2 separate regions of the Sus scrofa genome follow, and region 1 is linked to region 2. The links are chromatin contacts, called in public HiChIP or PLAC-seq maps. All regions are on one chromosome and are shown on one strand. The core of a region is the stretch at or near the end of the contact, and the rest is flanking DNA. Distances in the headings are between cores, read along the strand shown.

Region 1 (5,312 bases), core at 2,706-5,205, 250 kb after region 2:
CAAGAGGAAGAAGTTGACACATTTGCATGGGATGACTTTGATTAATTGCATTAGATTCTCAGGAGCATTTGAATCCTTCAGGGTTTATTTGATTAAAACGTCTGTTCACTTTTGCTAGTCACAAATTGCTTCCCAGAGCGAACATTTTCCATCAGATGTGGTTTCTGGGAAAGTTTCAGAGGTTAATGTTAACAAGTGAAGGTCCTTTGAAAGCAAGTGAGTTCCTTTAAGTATTGGTCCCATTTACAGTCATAGGATCCTTTAACTTTGAGCTATGAACAGTGAGCTATATTTGGGGATTTGGCATACAGAGGGTCTGTCTTGGATTAGGTCTCAAAATACCTAAAGGATTTCCTTAAACAGACCCAGGGGCAGATACAACAGGTGTTCTACTTCTAATTTGGGAACCAGAAGCAGCCAATTTAGGTTGAGGCTACTCTGCACTCATTCAGCAGGAGTGTGGATAATACTTTTGCCGACACAGGAAGTGTAGAAAAGACTGAAATGCGTTATTCTTCTAATGCTTCCAATAACAAACTACATTTTTACAAGATAACATAAATTTGTGATGAATTCTGATAAAGGCCTCTGTATTCTTAGTATTTAATAATTCATTTAAGAAAATACCGAAAGTCAACACTAATGTCAAGTTCTATACTAGAATACTTGTTTCAGTGACTGTGTCCACTCTTATTTTGATCATACTATTGTCAGTGAATTAGATTTTTGCAATGGGAAATAAAGACGTTGTAGCATTAGTGATGTATTTGGTTTCCTTTTTAAAGTACTTCAAAGGAATTTGGGGGTTTTAGAAAATGGTGATATTATGGTATTAAAAATATGGAGTTCCTTTGTGGTGCAGCAGAAACAAATCTGACTAGCACCCATGAGGATGCAGGTGCGATCCCTGGCCTCGCTCAGTGGGTTAAGGATCTGGCGTTGCCATGAGCTGTGGTGTACGTCGAAGACGCGGCTCTGATCTGGTGTTGCTGTGGCTGTGGTGTAGGTGGGCAGCTGTAGCTGCCGTGGGTGTGGCCCTAAAAAAAAAAGGCAAAAAAAGCAAAAAAAAAACCAAAAAGCTTTGATAACTTTTTATATGTTTCATTTTGAGTAGCTAATAGTCTTTCAAGCATATTTTCTATTTTAAGCCTTATCCGTATTTTAATCTTATTTAAATGTGCTTATATATATATATATATAATCTTTTTAGGGCTGCACCTGTGGCATATGGAGGTTCCCATGCTAGGGGTCAAATCAGAGCTGTAGCCTCCAGCCTATACCACAGCTCACAGCAACGCCGGATCTTTAACCCACTGATCAAGGCCAGGGATCGAACCCCAAACCTCATGGTTCCTAGTCAGTTTCATTTCCACTGTGCCACAATGGGAACTCCCAAAATCAATCAAAGCGTTTTGAATGACTTCTAAAAAGAGAATTGAAGCAATGTAATCATGAATATTTCAATTACAAAATAAGGTTTTATAAATTTTCAAATGTAAAGCCCCTGAAAATGTTTGTAATATATCTTTAAGATAATTAGCAATGCAATCTTACCATGCTAGACACAGTAGATTTCCCATAAATACATATTGAACATGAGAATTTTTATTGAAGGGATATGAACATAAATGTTAGAAAGGGCGTGGTTTTCTTTTGGCATATCAGCAAGTCTGTTGCTTTTTAAATTAATGCTACCAAATCTACTCATTTTAAGGATTCAATATTTAGGAGTTCCTGCTGTGGTGTGGCAGGTTAAGATCTAGCATTGTCTCTGGTAGCTTGGGCATGGATTTAATCCCTGACCTTGAACAGTGTTAAGGATCCAGTATTGCCACAGGTGTGGTGTGGGTTGCAGCTGTAGCTCTGGTTTGATCCCATGGCCCAGAAACTTCCATATGTCAAAAAAAAAAAAAAAAAAAAAGAAAGAAAGAAAGAAAGAAAACAAAAAGAAAAAGAAAGAAAAAAAGAATTCAATATGTAAATATTTAAGCTCTAGAGTTTACGTATTACTTTCTTTTCAGTTCCTCTGTGGGTTTAAAAGGCAAGCCATGTTTGGAGTTCCCTGGTGGCCTAGTGGTTAAGGATCCAGCATTTGTTACTGCTGTGGTTTGGGCTATGGCCATGGTGTGGGTTCAAACTCTGGCCCAGAGAACTTCTGCATGCCCACATGGGTGTAAAAAAAAGAAAAGCAAGCCATGTTTTAAAAGAAGAAAAGCCAGACACTGTAAATAGTGACAACACTGGGTAGTTATTTTTGAGTGGAATGAGAAGTATAGGCAATGTATACATATTTTTAAGGAAAGAACACATTTGGCTTAAATCTAGATTTTTCTAAAAGTGATTCTGAGTGTTTATTTCTCTACAGAATGTACAAAATTAAATATTGGAAAAAAATTCATTTAGGTCAGAATACTTTTTTGTATTCTCTAAAAACGCAATTGGATATTGAATCTTTGAAACTTAACATTTAAAAATGTGAATACACAAATCATTAATTGCACCCAGTACTGAAAACAAATTTCTCAAATAGAGTTTTTAGTAATTTGCACTGGCTTCTCACCATCTGGCCTGCTTTGCCCCCATTGCAAAGAGTGTGACCACGTCTAAACCTACAATAATCCTTTAGTTCCTCCAGCCCCGCCCGGCTGCATCGTGGCTTTACCGCTGGTGTGGATTTTATGATTAACCACGTGCTTAAATGATTAGGACACCAGATGCTCTTCAGTAAATGAAATTCTGGTGTCACAAAAACATGCTGGATAAATTCTGGGTTCTAAAGCATAAATAGTCATTCAATTTCGGAGGGTAGGAAGTTGAGCGGGAAGATCCAACAAGCTTAAAACTTCCCCTGGGTTCCAGCAAGCACTGGAATCCAGGGCAGGTCCAGCACTTTATTAAACAATTACAAGATGAATTTTTAATAGAAAATCTCTTTTTCCGACCAGCGACATATCTTTGTGCTGGAGGGGGAGGGGGAACCACAAGGTCTGTGGCAAAGGCATCATTCTGCCACGGTGCTTGAGCAGTACTTCTACCCTCTAAGAGGAATCAGCAGTCTACGGTTGATTTATGGACAGTCTGTGTCGCCCCGCAAGGTGTCGGTTCCAGGAGCCTTCGCCAATTAGCTCTATTTTCTGCTTAAGCCCTTAAAGCCACCTCCATGGAAACGCCAGGAGCCGAGGCCAGGGGGAGGGGAGCAGACAGGTGCGCCCTCTGTTTGCAAATACACAAAGGGCCGACCCAGCGGCCTCGGTGTCCCAGGCAACTCCACGCACGCAGGGCGCGCGCACTTCCCGCGGCCCCGCGGCGCAGTGGGTGGATGGCGGGCGGGGCAGCGCGCGCAGGTCGCGGCGCGTCTGCTAGCTGAGACCCTCGGCCTGCTCGCGGACGCTGTGCGGGGAAAGCGCGAAGCCGGCTCCGGGCGGCGGCGGCTTGGGCCCCGCGCTGTAGGGACTTGTAGTCCGCGTGCCTCGCGGGCGCCTCCCAGGGGTAGGCCGGCCACGCGTCCCCGCCCGCCGCAGGCCGACTTCCTGCAGCCGCGTAAACTACACCTCCCACCGTCCTCTCCGCTGTCGGGCCGAAAGCGAAAACAAATTCTGGGCTGCGAGGGTGCTGCCCTCCACCCGGCGCCCCCGCCCGCTCCCCGCCCCTCCGGCGCCCTCCTGCGAGGTGGGGAGACGAAAGGCCGCGTCTTTCTCTTTCGGCTTCCTGGGCTCCTGGTGTGGGGGCTGTGCGGGGACCGCGGGCCTTGCTTCACCTGATCCGGCCCGCGCGCTCGGGGGGCGGAGGTTTCCTCCCGGAGGCCGGGCTGCGACCCCCGGCCCAGTAGCTGAATCGGGCGGCGAGGCCGCAGGGAAGTGACTCCTCGCTCTCGGGTGTTGGTGAATTCCCCCCGCTGGCCCCTGGGCGCGTGGTCGCTCGGGAGGCGGCCGCGTGCGCCCGGCCGTGCATTAGGCAGGGCTCCCTATGAGCGCGGACCGCAGCCCCCGGCCGCCGTCTGCCGCCGCCGCCCGACCAGCCGGAACCCGAGCCCGAGCCGGAGTGCGAGCCCGAGCCGCCGCCCGTCCCCGGCCCGGGCGTCGAGGAGCCGGCGGCGCTGCCATGTGGGGCTAGCCCGCGCCGCGCCGGGCCTGCAGCGCGACCGGCAACATGGAGGCGGCCGTCGGCGCCCCGGACGGCGGCGACCAGGGCGGCGCGGGGCCCCGCGAGGACGCGACGCCCATGGACGCCTATCTTCGGAAACTGGGCTTGTATCGGAAACTGGTCGCCAAGGACGGGTCGTGCCTGTTCCGGGCCGTGGCGGAGCAGGTAATGTGGCGGCCGCCGGGCGGGGAGGAGGAAGGCGGCGGGGCCGGGTGGGAGGCGGCAGGCCGGCCGGGCCCGGCTGCGCGTGGCCCAGCTGTCGTCATAGTGGCCCATTGTCACGCCGGAACGAGGCGCTGCCCTGGGTCTGGAACCTTTAAATCGAAACTTAAAAACCTGATTGTCGTCCTTCCTGGCGAAAGGATAATTAGTTGAGGCTAGCCGGTGAGGCCTGCTGAGAGCCCGTGTACTTGATTGATGGCTGGGGACTTGGCGAAATGCTGTTTCCCCCGTCGGTTCCGCATTCATCCGCTCTGGTTTTATATGCAGTGTTCACGCCAGTAAACCTAATGTTGACTAGAGGAGGTGGTGCACTAGCCTTGACTCCGGGAACGTGATTTTTTCCTGTTATTGGACTTTGGAACGCGGGGTAGCCAAGCCCGCCGAGGTCCATCCGAATCAGGAGGAGGAAATGTGCGGTTTGGGAAAAGCCTGACTTTGGAAAATAGAGAATGTTGGAAGAGAATTGTCTTTGAGTAGATTCCATACTTTATTATCCTTTGTAAGGCAATGTAGGTATACGAAAAATGACTGACTTAAGTGTTTCGCTCTTGGTGGTAGGAAGGTTGTATATACCTGTGGTTCTTTTAGGCCCTTAAACCGAATTTCTCCCCGTTGATGGTCGAAATCTCTTTCTAACACCGTTCTTGGGAGGGTATTTCTGATTTTTTGTGTTTCTGGAAAAGGGCTTATTCCGTGTTACATAACACTGTGTACTTGGTAGGTATGCAGTCACCAAAACCCATCCTATATTAAAAAATAGCTGCTGAAATAGTTGGACAAAAGTTTCACATTACTGCCCTGGTTTGTATTTCCTCTCTCACAGTTTGCTTTTCTTTGGCTTAAGATCCACGCCTCCCTTCCCCTCTCCTCCCACCTTCGGAGTCTTTACAGTTCTCTTTCTCTCACCTTTTTTGAATGCTAAATAGTTTTCCAAATTTCTGTTCGTG
Region 2 (5,086 bases), core at 1,287-3,786:
CTCAAGCAGGTTGAAAAGGCTGGTAATGATGCTTTCTCTGCCGTCTCTGGAGACGCTACATTATACACAACTTACATTATTTATAAAGCCTCAATGATGCCTCCATTAGCCTTGTAAGACTACACAAATGAGATCTTTTATACACACACAACTTGGCCTTGATTATGTAGGCGACTGCAGCTTAAATATACTCATCTAATTACACTCAAGTTTATTCTTTTTCCAATCTAACCAAGTTACTAAACCCAGAATTACTAGAAATCAAAATTACAAACTGCAATTTAGTTTTCAACTAATAAATGTATTGGGGAAAACGAGGCTTACCTGCTCTTAACGCTTTAATGAACTTGGAAAAAATAAATAAATGCCAAGAGGTGTAAGAGCGTAACATTTTTAACCGCCTAAAAACTATCATTTCTCTAAAATGCAAAGGTCATCAGCTCTTCGAAGGTACAAAACCAAAGGATACTGCAAGAAGGAAAAATGTATTTAGTTACATACCTATGGTTGGAAGGGTCAAAACTAAATCAAGGACAAATCCCTACCCTCAGAAGACACCCGATCCTGCCCGGATCCTCCAGAGACTCTGGCATCACCCACCTCTAGAAAATCATCTCCCACGACCCTGGTTACAGTTTCCTAAGAATGGCAATACTACACAAATGTACACCACCTGCACAGAAATATCAAGTAACTGCAAATGCAAAGAGGGAGGGAGGACAGAGGACAAATACTTAAATCAGCACAGCAGATTTAGGCCTGGCACCTCCATCAGAATAACACTGATGCAAAATATTTATACTAACTGAAAATCCTGGGGCGGTGAACATTGATTCTGCCTCAATTCTTCTGAAATCCTGGTTCCAAGACCGCTCACCTACCGCCAATAAAGTGCAAAGGAGTAATTAGAAACAAGACGAAAAATCAACATGGGCAGAAGACAGTTTTCTCACTGTGTTCCTGAATGTGGGCACGTCATCCACGACAGCCAAGGAGAGCGAGATATGCTCTGAAATAAAGGCATTCTGCGATCGAGCTAATCGCGAAGAGTTTCAGCAACGCAAAGGCATACAGAGCTCAGGCAACTTCTGGGATCATTCCATAGACTTTGAAACTTCAGCTGCAATGGCAAAAGAACCTCAGCGGAAAGAAAAAGGCCGGCTGTCAGAGCTCTCACGACAATGGTGCTTTCTCAGGAGACAGTTCTGAGACGCTCCTCGATCTGCAGAAGGGAAAGCGCCTTACTGGGGATCTTGCACGGTGCATTTAAACATCGTCCACGCCTCAAAATAAACAAAAGCCGCAGCTACTGGAGTTGTAAGATCCGGCAGGCATCTGTTCCTCCTCCCTTCCCAAAGTACATCAAGGAAACGCTCTCCCTGGGAAGCCTTCATATGTATTAAGCAACTAGAAAAACAAGCCCACGTCTGTCTCTCTCACACCCACCACCCCCACCTTCCTGCAGAAACAACCCCGAGAAACACTAACAAAGACCATGCGCAGAGTAAATGAACACTTGTTCCACGGCGAACTCACAAATACACATGCAGTGAGGCAATCAAATCCGGGAAAGGGAAAGGAATGAGACGACACTTGGAGACTCGGGGCGCGGGGGGGGGGGGGGGGTAGGCGGAAGAGAAAAAAAAAAATTACGTGCAGCCAAACCTTTGACTAAATTAGAGAGAATTTAGGTGAGAACTTTCCTTGACCTCGACCCTCAAGAGGCTGGCCGGGGCAGAAGAGGGAGCCCGGCCCGAAGCCGGAGGGACGCAGGGCACCGGGTGCCCCCTCGCGCGAGCCCCACTTCGCGGAAAGGACAGCGCCCGCGGCCGCCCTCCGACTCCCGCAGGGGTCGCCCGGCCGGCGCGGGACACAATGGGCCCGGCGGGCCGCGCCGACGGCTCAGGCCCGGCTGCAGGAAGGGAAAGGGAAACGGGCGGAGGGGGGAGGGTGGCCGCCGAGGGCCGGCCGCGGGCAGGGATCGGGGCGAGGCTGGGGGCCAAGGGACGCGGCGTCCCCGCCGGGGACCCAACAAAGACGCAGGGGGCACTCCGGCCCAAGCCCAGCCTGGCTGGCGGAGCGCGAGGGGAGAGAAGGTGGCAGGTTGGTTCCCTAGAGCTGCCGGGAGGCGCCATCATGGGGGGGGGGGGTGCCGGTCCGCCCCACGCGGGGAAGAGCCCCCTCTCCGCCTCAACCGCACCACTGGCCCGGTGCACGACCGCGGCCACCCGGCTGGCCCGCGCCCGCCCCAACCCGAGGCGGTGGCGGCGGCGCTGGAAAGTCCGCGGGGCGCCGAAGGGAGGGCGGGGACGCGGCGGAGGAGAAAGTTGGGTTCGGGTCTGTTTCGTTTTACCGGGTTGGCTGCGCGCCCGTCCGCGCGGGCGCACGAGGTGGCCGGGCGAGCGGGGTCCCCCGCGGCCCCGGTCCGGCCGGCCGGGCGCTGCGCTCGCAGGGTCCCTCCCCGCGCCTCGGCTCGGGCTCAGCGGCTCGGCCTCTCCTTCCTCCTCCCGCCCGCCCGCTCGCTCGCTTGCTCCGGGAGCTTGGATTGATCTGGTCGCGCTGGCGTCAGGGAGTCGGAGCCGCCCAGCCTCCACTCCTCCGCTGCCAATACCGGGCGCACTCGCCCTCCCGCTCCCTCGCTCGCTCACACGCGCACCCGCGCGCGCCGCCGCCGCCGCCGCGCGACCAGGGATCCTCTCCAAATTCCCGGCCCCGCCAGCGCGAGCGCCGGGCCCGCGCCGCCTCCCCCGCCCACCGCCCCGCTGATTCCTAGGAATCGAAACGGCTGTCCCTGCCTCCTCTGGTCCCCGTGAAGCCAACTCAGCCTTACCTGCAAGGGAAGTTCCGCGTTCTATGTTTATTTTCCGAAACATTTGGCCACCCCGCCCACCGAATCGCATTTTAAACATAGAGTGCATTTTTGATCATCACCTTTCGAGCCTCGCCTTTTAGGTCTAGTTTTCCTTGCCCCTCACTCCTCAAAGATTTGCAAGCCCCAGAAGTTGCACGTACTGAAAACTGGATAACCTAGTAACTATTTCTTGTACTTAGCCCAAACCTTGAATCAATACATGTGTTTGATGCCAGTTTCAGGATCTAGAGATTCCAGTAGTTAACGTCTTTGCTCCAAATGACAGATGCCGCAACAGAACTCTCAATTTTTTGATCCAGGTTCTGCCACCTTTTGGTTGACACCAACTTCCCAAAATAAAACTAAACTAGCTCCCATCCACCTGATCTGCACAGACATTAAAAATGTCTGTTTATGAGAGTTTTTTCTTCTCTTAGCCGGCTCTCTAGAAGCTGGCCTGAAATCTTGGATGATTAGGGTAAGGTTATGTTTAGAGAATAATGATTCTGAGGAGTAAATTTACGTGTTCCAAAAGAACTATTACCATCATTTTTTTTAAGTCAAATTAATGGTATTCTCCAATTGTCATGTACTTTACATGTGCACATTCCATTTTAAATTCTTACTTATTAACCATCTTATTGCTACATCCCATGTTTAATCATTCAAAAGAAATGCAACAGGTCCCCCCAAATACATAAAATACTGTTTATATATAGTCAGACTATGTCTGCTAATTTCTTCGTTCAATTATTTGAGCACTTACAGGTCAATTCTTGGGCCTTGTCTTGTTTCCCCTAAGAACAGCATTTGACAGTTAATTCATTCTCTACCCCTGGCAGCAACAGTTGCAATGAGCCTTGTGAAATGCCACTCCAAACAGGTCACTACTGTGCTCAAACCCTCCTTTGATAAATAGAATGTGCTGTATGCACACAATGGAACACATTCAGTCATAAAAAGGAATGAAGTTCTGACATTCTACGTGGATGAAACTTGCAAACCCTATGCTAAGTGAAAGAAGCTAGACAAAAACCCCACAGACTGTAAGCTTCCATTTATATAAAATATAAATGGAGTTCCCGTAGTTGCTCAGTGATTAATGAAACCGACTATTAACCATGAGGTTTCAGGTTTGATCCCTGGCCTCCATCAGTGGGTTAAGGATCCGGAGTTGCGGTGAGATGTGGTGTAGGTTACAGACGAAGCTCGGGTCCCACATTGCTGTGGCTGTGGCGTAGGCCAGCAGCTGTAGCTCGGATTGGACCCCTAGCCTGGAAACCTCCATATGCCTCGAGTGCAGTGTTAAAAAGACAAAAAAATAAAATATCCAGAATAGGCAAATCTATAGAGACAGAATGGTGGTTGTCTATGTTTGGGAGAATAAGGAGCGGGAACGTGACCGCTAAAGGTTATGGATTTTGGGGGGGGGGTGTGTGACAAAAATGTTCTAAAATTAGTTTGTGGTGATGGTTGCACAACTCTGTGGATATTCTAAAGCCCGATGAATTGTGGGCAAATTATGTGGCTTGTGAAGTTTCTTTCGATAAAGCCGTTTTTGAAAAAAAAAAAAGTAAGAAAGAAAGAAATGGCAACTGATGCTTGATTGGATCCTGAGTTGGGGAGAAACCTATAAAAAGACATAGAACTGGTATTTTGGTAATTTTTTCAACCTGTAGATGACATCTCTCAGCACAGTCCTAGTAGCCACAAATGATAATTACTAATACTATGCATGCTATGAAATTTGATTTTGCCCCTTGTGCTGGTCATTTCTTTAAATGGTCCTGGAAAAGTGGACCTTTTTGGAGTTCCCGCTGTGGCGCAACGGGATCAGTGGCATCTCTGAAGCCCTGGGACGCAGGTTTGATCCTTGACCAGGCACAGTGGGTTAATGATCCAGCATTGCTGCAGCTCCAGCATAGGGCCCAACCGCAGCTAGGATCTGATCCCTGGCCCAGGAACTCCGTATACCACGGGGCGGCCAATAAAGAAAAAAATAATTGGATTTTTTAAAAAATGACGTTATCGGGACAACTGTGAAAACTTGAATGTGGCTTGCATGTTAATGCCGTGGTATCAAAAAACCCTCCCCCTGGCAGTTCTCTTGTGGCACAGCAGGTTAAGAACCCAGCACTCTCACTGCTGCAGCTCAGGCTGCTGTGATGGCGTGGGCTCGATCCCTGGCCTGGGAACTTCCACATGCTGTAGGCACAGCCAAAAACAAAACTGAAA

What was found. HiChIP or PLAC-seq counts read pairs in DNA pulled down with a chosen protein or histone mark.
Region 1: an H3K27ac HiChIP or PLAC-seq map of alveolar macrophages shows a contact between it and region 2. The contact joins the promoter of OTUD4 here to the promoter of SMAD1 in region 2. A contact is called at or near these places in 1 of 47 Hi-C or Micro-C datasets (heart right ventricle) and 1 of 2 datasets of contacts at active chromatin or transcription factors (alveolar macrophages).

What each region holds. Positions count from the first base shown.
Region 1 is chr8:83,236,804-83,242,115 of Sscrofa11.1, forward strand. It overlaps OTUD4 (OTU domain-containing protein 4), which reads left to right and starts at 3,956. Exons shown (of 21, transcript XM_021100662.1): 1 at 3,956-4,308. The coding sequence starts at 4,150.
Region 2 is chr8:82,985,373-82,990,458 of Sscrofa11.1, forward strand. It overlaps SMAD1 (SMAD family member 1), which reads right to left and starts at 2,537. Exons shown (of 7, transcript NM_213965.1): 1 at 2,354-2,537.